2 separate regions of the Mus musculus genome follow, and region 2 is linked to region 1. The links are chromatin contacts, called in public Hi-C maps. All regions are on one chromosome and are shown on one strand. Each heading gives the region's core, a stretch centred on a gene start, on an enhancer-like site or on the middle of the called end of the contact. The rest is flanking DNA. Distances are from core to core; before and after follow the strand shown.

Region 1 (3,275 bases), core at 377-2,876:
CTTAGAACTTAAACATTTTTCCTCCTTTTTCATTAATAGAAAGATCTCACCCACCTTAATTGATTCCCACTTGGCTTGTGTCATAGAGAGAGATTCCCTTCAAAGTTTCCTTTATTAATAAAAATCCTATATTCTTTACAAATCTGATAGTACCTGGGTGTTCAATAAAATGTCCCAATTGATGACAGGCTCTTTCTCTCTCACACACACACACACCCCAGAGAGAGAGAGAGAGAGAGAGAGAGAGAGAGAACAAACAATGGATGCTTCTCTAGGTGATTTCCTAAAGTTTTCTTTTTCTGTGAAGTATTATGATGATTAATATTTTTCTTAAAAACTCAAAAATCCTGGACTTTCTCATTTTGTTTTATGTTTTTTTCCAATTTGGAGTATGGTGTTGCTAGGCAACCAGTTCACAGTTCCCAGCCCACTGAAACATCTCTAGACATCCTAGGAGACACCAAACTTCCTCACCTCTCACCAGGCAATTCTTCACACATTAACACACCACATAGTGGCACCAAGGTGCAGCGGACCTAGCATCTTCCTGAGCCATTTATCCCAACAGGTGAGGTTCAAACAACCCCAAAAGCAACACAAGGTGTGGCTAAGATGACTACAAGTGCACTTCTCCTCGGTTTCTGTCGCCCAGGAAACTGTGAGTACTCTGCAGGCTTTTGTCTTAAATCCTGAGGTGACAGCTGACCCACCCTGTGACAAGATGGCAATCCCTCAACCACGCAGCATGCAAACATGTTCCATAGCCTTCCACAGAGCCGGGAAGTTTAAAACTAGGGGCGAAGACGTGTCAATGTCTGCACAGTGGAGGGATAAGTCGGAATTCGTGGGCGGCCTCTGAGGGACCTAAGCTGAGCCCAAAGCCTTCACTTCCCCAGAGCGGAGGGCCAAGATCACGGCGGCCTCACCATCCCAGAGCTGTCAGAGCAGCTGACAACTCTTGTGCAAAGCTCCCTCCTGCGGAGGCAGCCGCGCAGACGCGGCATCCTGGGGGGGCGGGGAAAGGTGTGTAACAGACAGAGGCCAAGCGCTCCGCACGATGCTCGCCTGGGGTGAGAACCCGAGACGCCACTGAGGGTGTGTCCAGCGATCAGCTCTCCAGAACTCCGAGTGCACAGTGCGCGCTTTCCCAAGGTCTGAGACCGGAAGGGGTGCGCCGCTCGGCACCGACGGGAACCGCATCAGGGTCAACACTTCCGTTCCGCCGGGGCAACTACAGCGCGGACAACAAGCGGACTTACTATGGCTCTCCACTCGGGACTACCCAAGTGCAGGGCCCCGCGGGCGAGGGCGGGAGCGAGGTGTCTCCCTGACCCAGGTCCCGTGAGTCGCCCGGCCGCGGCCTCGCGACTCGCAGTAACTTGGTCACGTTCCCACCCGCGGCCGAGACCCGGACCCAGACGGCGAGCACCCGATTACCTGCGCCCACCGCAGTGCTCCCCGCGCTGTTGCGCGTCACACCCGGCTCTCAGACACTGGCTCCGGGACACCGGCTACGCAACCACCCCCCTCCCGGTGACTGCTGGCCCAGGAACCCACGTTCGGGCAGCCCACACACCACCCGGCGTCCAGGACATCCTCACCGGAAGTTGATTTCTACCTAGGCCCGCCCAGGCCTGCGCGCGGCGCTCCAGGCATCCGCGGGCGCATCACATGACCCCCCAAGAGGAGGCCAGCTGAGCCTCATCTGAAGAGAGACCTGACCTGTGAAGTGGATTGACCTGATATACACTGGCCTGACCATCCTCAAAAACTACATCATGTCTTTATCTTTTGTCCTGAGCCAAAACAAACTATTCAACAGATATTCCTCCTAACAGAGATTCAGCTGGCTAGGCCACAAGAAGAACCTCCTAGTTGAGTGATTCTCAGGTAATTGACTCTGCTATAGATTGGCTTCGACTTAACGCTTTTCCTGACCTTTCTCAAGATCTACCTCCTAGTAAAGGTTCTCAATCTCTCTTAGTGACAGGCCCATAAAACCACCTACCAAATCTGAATTTTTCTTCTGTCCAGAACTCGAATCTACCACGAGAAGAGCCTTTGCCTCTTACAAACAACCAAAATGTGAGAACTGAATAAAGCACCCGGCACTATGACATGCTCAAGAAATGTTTGACGTGATGTCTGGACCTATCGGCTTAGCGGAACTCTCAAGTTCCTGAACGTGCCCAAGCTGAAAGCTTCTCTAAACCACTGGATTTTAAAGATCTTCAGCGCTAGGACTGTAGCACTTGTAATCAACTCTCTCATAGCAGTTCGTTCATATTCCACTAAAAACAGTTGTTTTTTAGCTGTTCCACATCCTTACAGCAAAGCTGTCAGTCAACATCTTTTCCTGAAGGGAATATGCCATACACTTGGTAGGTTTTTGTTTGAAGGGGAGAGTAATTGTGTAGACTGTCGTGACTGTTACATAGAAATGGTCAACAGGTAGCACACTTCTCAGATGGTTTAGACAACATTCACTTAATTTTTATTGAACGTATACCATTTACTTGGAACTAGTCAAGTGGTAACAATCTGGGAATGAACCAAATATATCCAAGATATTTTACTGCCTAGTGCCCTGATCGTTTGAATGTGAGTCTGTGGACAACTTCTAATCTTCACACAGAGAGCATTATTGGGAATTGCTTTTCTCTTCCTTCCACTGAACAAAATTGACTGAACTATCTTTAATCTCTGTACTGAGTGGGAAGTATCAACAGGATCTTGACATGCCTTCACTGAGCTGGGCAACTTGAAGTCCTTAGTGAACAACTAATACTGAGCAGGTCACCTCTTCTGACCTTTTCCATCCTGCCCATTCTTTGCACAAATAAGTTGTATTTCTCTTATAGAAATTTGATGCTTCCTTACACACATATACTTTTTTAATTTCCAGTTGAGCACCAAGTCAAGGACCACTTCTTTGTATACTCAGCAAGCTGTTTCCCATTTCTCCTTTACATCTAGTCTAGTAGTCAAGAAAGTGGAAATACATTCAATAAGCATTTCATAAACTGATAGTCAATATCTATGTGTCACCTTATCTTTTCTCTTTGTGCTTGAAATTTTAATGCCTTTGGGTTTCCATCGAAACATCTGACCCAACAAAATGACCGTTTATCCCTACTGCCACCACTCTAGTTTCAGATCACTGTGTATCGGTCATCAGAATCTCACCTCAGAAACCCCACAAAGTAATTGGTAATTTTATCTTTAAATGTTTAACATGCTTACATGTAAGCACCCATCACCACATCAACTTTATT
Region 2 (3,275 bases), core at 328-2,827, 120 kb before region 1:
GCTGTTGTGGTCACATATATTTCTACCATCCATCATCTGTTGATGGACCTCAAGATTAATTTCACTTTCCTGTGATAGTACAGTTAATAGCTATGTGTGCAAAGGGTCTTGATAGCACGATGTAATAGGCCTGTGTCTCCAGCTACATAACCTCTTCTCTAGGATTACCTATAGATTATCAACAGGCATCACATACTTAATACAAAGCAGACTCTTAATCCTAACAAAACTTGATGCTTTCTCAAAAATTTATTGTAATAGGAATTTGTTCTTAAAACCACAATATTCTAGGAAATGGCTGTGATGATTGACAGATCTGGCCAAATGTAACCGCCACCACAATTCAGTTTAATTATCACCTGACAGGAGCTCCCACAGCCCTGGCAACCACTGTCTAACCCCTGTCACAGCTCTCTCCTCAGGATTTCTGAGTGGCGCCATATAACCTGCATTTTAATTCCCCGACTCTGGCTTCCTTCCTGTATCTACGGACTTCTCCACTAGTGACTCTGTCAAGTATGCAGTTGTAATGCTTTTCTTTCCCTTCGCATCTCACAACACCACTTTAACTCAGCTTGTTTACCACGGCTCCTTCTCAACTGTGCTAACACTTCACAAATGCCAACGCACTTGCCTACTTGCTCAGCTCTGTGCACCCATACCTACTTTACAAGCAACGGGATTATAGAGCACTGTAAGGACAGTGTTCAGCTAAGGGTTTTCTTGTGCAGTTATCTATTCCCATCTAAGATGAATGTACACTTTATATTAAGACAGGACCTTGAGGTGGAGAAGTCTTGGGGTTGGGGTGAGAAACTTCAAGACCTCTAGAGACAGGCAGCCTGAACCTAACAAGGTCAGATGCCCACTAGGATGAGCTATGGAACCTCTGTAACTTCATGTGGTACAGGCAGGGTAGGGCTGGAGTCATGGATGGCTCAGTAAGCCCGAGCGAGGATCTAAGGTTAAGGTTTACAGAGGTTCCATCTGCAGACCCCAAGGAAACCCTGAGCATAGTGAGGCATGCTTTAATCCCAGCATGTGGGAGCAGACAGGTGTCTCTGGGGTTCCCCCACAGTCACCCCAGGCCTATCAGGGAACCCAGACTCCAGAGAAACAGTCCATCCTGAAGAGGAGTGAGGAGCAAAGCCAAGATGTAAGATGGTTGATCCCTAGCTTCCACACACAGAGACAGGAACCCATGTAAGGAGCACACATTGGAGTGATGGCAGCACCTGCCTTACAAGTCAAGTTAGACACAGCAGCAACTGACCAGAAAATAGCTGTTGTTCGCTGGAGGTGATGGTCCAGGGCTATGACAGTCACTGATCATGTCAGGACAACCACAGCCAGCTCCTCACAAGTCTTCTACTTCCAACAGGAAGCCATCCCTCTCCTTCTCCTCCTCCTCCAAATCCTTACAGTGGCTGCTTTGTCTAGAATAGCCTATAAAATCATGGAGAATAAAACTACCCAAATAATCCTGACATGAAGAGCACCACTGTTCTCCCTGTTGTACAAAATAACAATGTCTCATCAACTTTAGAAATACTTCATATTTGAGGGACTTTCCTAAGGAGAACAAGGACATTAGTTATAAATCTAAAATGCACAGTTACAGTGCTCCAGGGTAGGGAACAGAAAGTAGGGGGAAGACTTCAGATTCCTATCACTAATAAACCAAGAGGAAGTCTATTTATAAATTATACTTCTGGCCTAACCACATAACTCATTTAGAAAAATTAATTAAACTCCGAGGAAAAATTTTAGGGCAGTTTTTAATAACTCATTGCTTTTTTTCTTCAACTAGTTTTCTCTGGGGAATGCAATTAATTCATAATGTGATACCTACAAATTTATTAAAAAATTTGGGATAAGGCCAGCTTTGGCAAATGTGCCTGGAATCCCAGCACTCAAGAGGCAGAGGTAGGAGGATCAGGGGTTCAAGGCTATCCTTAGCTATTCAGTGAGTGTGAGACAGGAACCCATTATCCAGCTCTCCGCATAAGAGCGTGTCTCTAAAACAACAATAAAATGTTGGGCTCAATACAACAATTCTTCAATACAGGAAGAATCTTCCAGAAAGTCTATTCTTCAGTAGCAGGCACTGCAAGCCATTGTCTAAATGTCTATCTTCCTTACAGCTGTTATTTTATACCTGTAATAATCTTATTTCTTATTTATTAATTTACTTTTTCCTTATTATTGAGAATGTGAGGGAAAAAATCCAACTATGGTTACATGAGATACTGCCAGAAAGAGTTGGAAAAGGAAGCTTTGGTGACCTCTTCCCATGAACACACAGAGCCAACAGCCTCACGAGCACAAACACCCTTCATGTGAAGCCACAGGCACTTATGACACTCTCCCTGTGTGAGCTCAGACCCAGGCACATCAAAGCTCCCTGGACATGGTCACAAATAGCTCTTTGTTCAAAAAACCTGCTGAGGGGAGAGATGGCGGACCACCCCACTGAGGGGAGAGATGGCGGACCACCCCACTGGTCTCTTTGTGGGTGCTCATGGCACTGGGTTCTGTCTCACCTGTGACAATACAGGACAGGGCGAAGGGTGCTCTGAAACAGGTAAGAACAAAGAGCATTACATGAGCTGTCCCAGCCCTGCCCAGTGGTGACAGAGCTTCATGGTTTCTTCAAGGGAGCAGAAGAGTTACATCAAAGCTTCATCTCCACAGGGTTGCCTGTGGGGCTAGCCTCAACCCTCCTGGGGGCCAGGGGAGGCGATGAAGTGAGATAGAACATGCCAGACAGCTGGAGCTGACAGGATACATCTCATGGAGGCTCTCAGGGCCTCTGCTTAGCTGACCAGGCTAATGACTGAGGAAGAACAGGGAGGGAGCTGGTTTTGCTAATGCACAAACACAAAGTCAAAACATCAAGAAAAATAAACACAGAGCCAGGTCCCAGACAAAGGGACAAAATAAATCTGAAACCCATTATAATAACATGGTTGACTTATCTGACAGAAAATCTGGGATCCATAGGAATGGCCAACAGGTCTGTGAAAGGTGAGCTGCATCAATGATTCCAAGGAGGCCCCACCTCACCCTGCAAGGATGGGTACCGTAGGAAGACAGGTCAAGGAAGAGGAATTGTGTACAGTGTTTTTGGGAGGATGGTCAGCACGGTCATGGAATGGTCAGCATAGATGAGTCTCAAAAGCACCTCTAAGGCAGCTCCCATATCTACACACACCCATAGAGGAGGCCTGGGAGAATGCAGTGGCTAGGAGATAAAGTCTGGTGACTCAAGAGAA

Evidence for each region. Hi-C and Micro-C count contacts between places; a contact is called where the count stands out from the background.
Region 2: a contact with region 1 is called in a Hi-C map of bone marrow-derived dendritic cells, with 2.9 times the contacts expected there. The contact joins the enhancer-like site here to the promoter of Ccdc91 in region 1. A contact is called at or near these places in 3 of 39 promoter capture datasets (the 3T3-L1 cell line, 3T3-L1-derived adipocytes and hippocampal neurons), 2 of 484 Hi-C or Micro-C datasets (bone marrow-derived dendritic cells and nephron progenitors) and 3 of 9 other capture datasets (adipose tissue, liver and pancreatic islet).

Annotation. Positions count from the first base shown.
Region 1 is chr6:147,474,222-147,477,496 of GRCm38.p6, reverse strand. It overlaps Ccdc91 (coiled-coil domain containing 91), which reads right to left and starts at 1,626. Exons shown (of 13, transcript NM_025911.2): 1 at 1,438-1,626. It overlaps Gm6288 (a long non-coding RNA gene), which reads left to right and starts at 1,678. Exons shown (of 4, transcript XR_869623.3): 1 at 1,678-2,381.
Region 2 is chr6:147,596,038-147,599,312 of GRCm38.p6, reverse strand. The region is part of intron 11 of Ccdc91 (coiled-coil domain containing 91); the gene reads right to left. The region is part of intron 1 of Gm36244 (a long non-coding RNA gene); the gene reads left to right. Among named protein-coding and RNA genes, the nearest start is that of Gm36244, 78 kb to the left of the region's middle. Within about 2 kb of position 1,577, at least 7 of the 459 cell types and tissues checked have an H3K27ac peak or open chromatin away from gene starts, as enhancers often do. A contact at or near this core is called in bone marrow-derived dendritic cells, where this site is marked.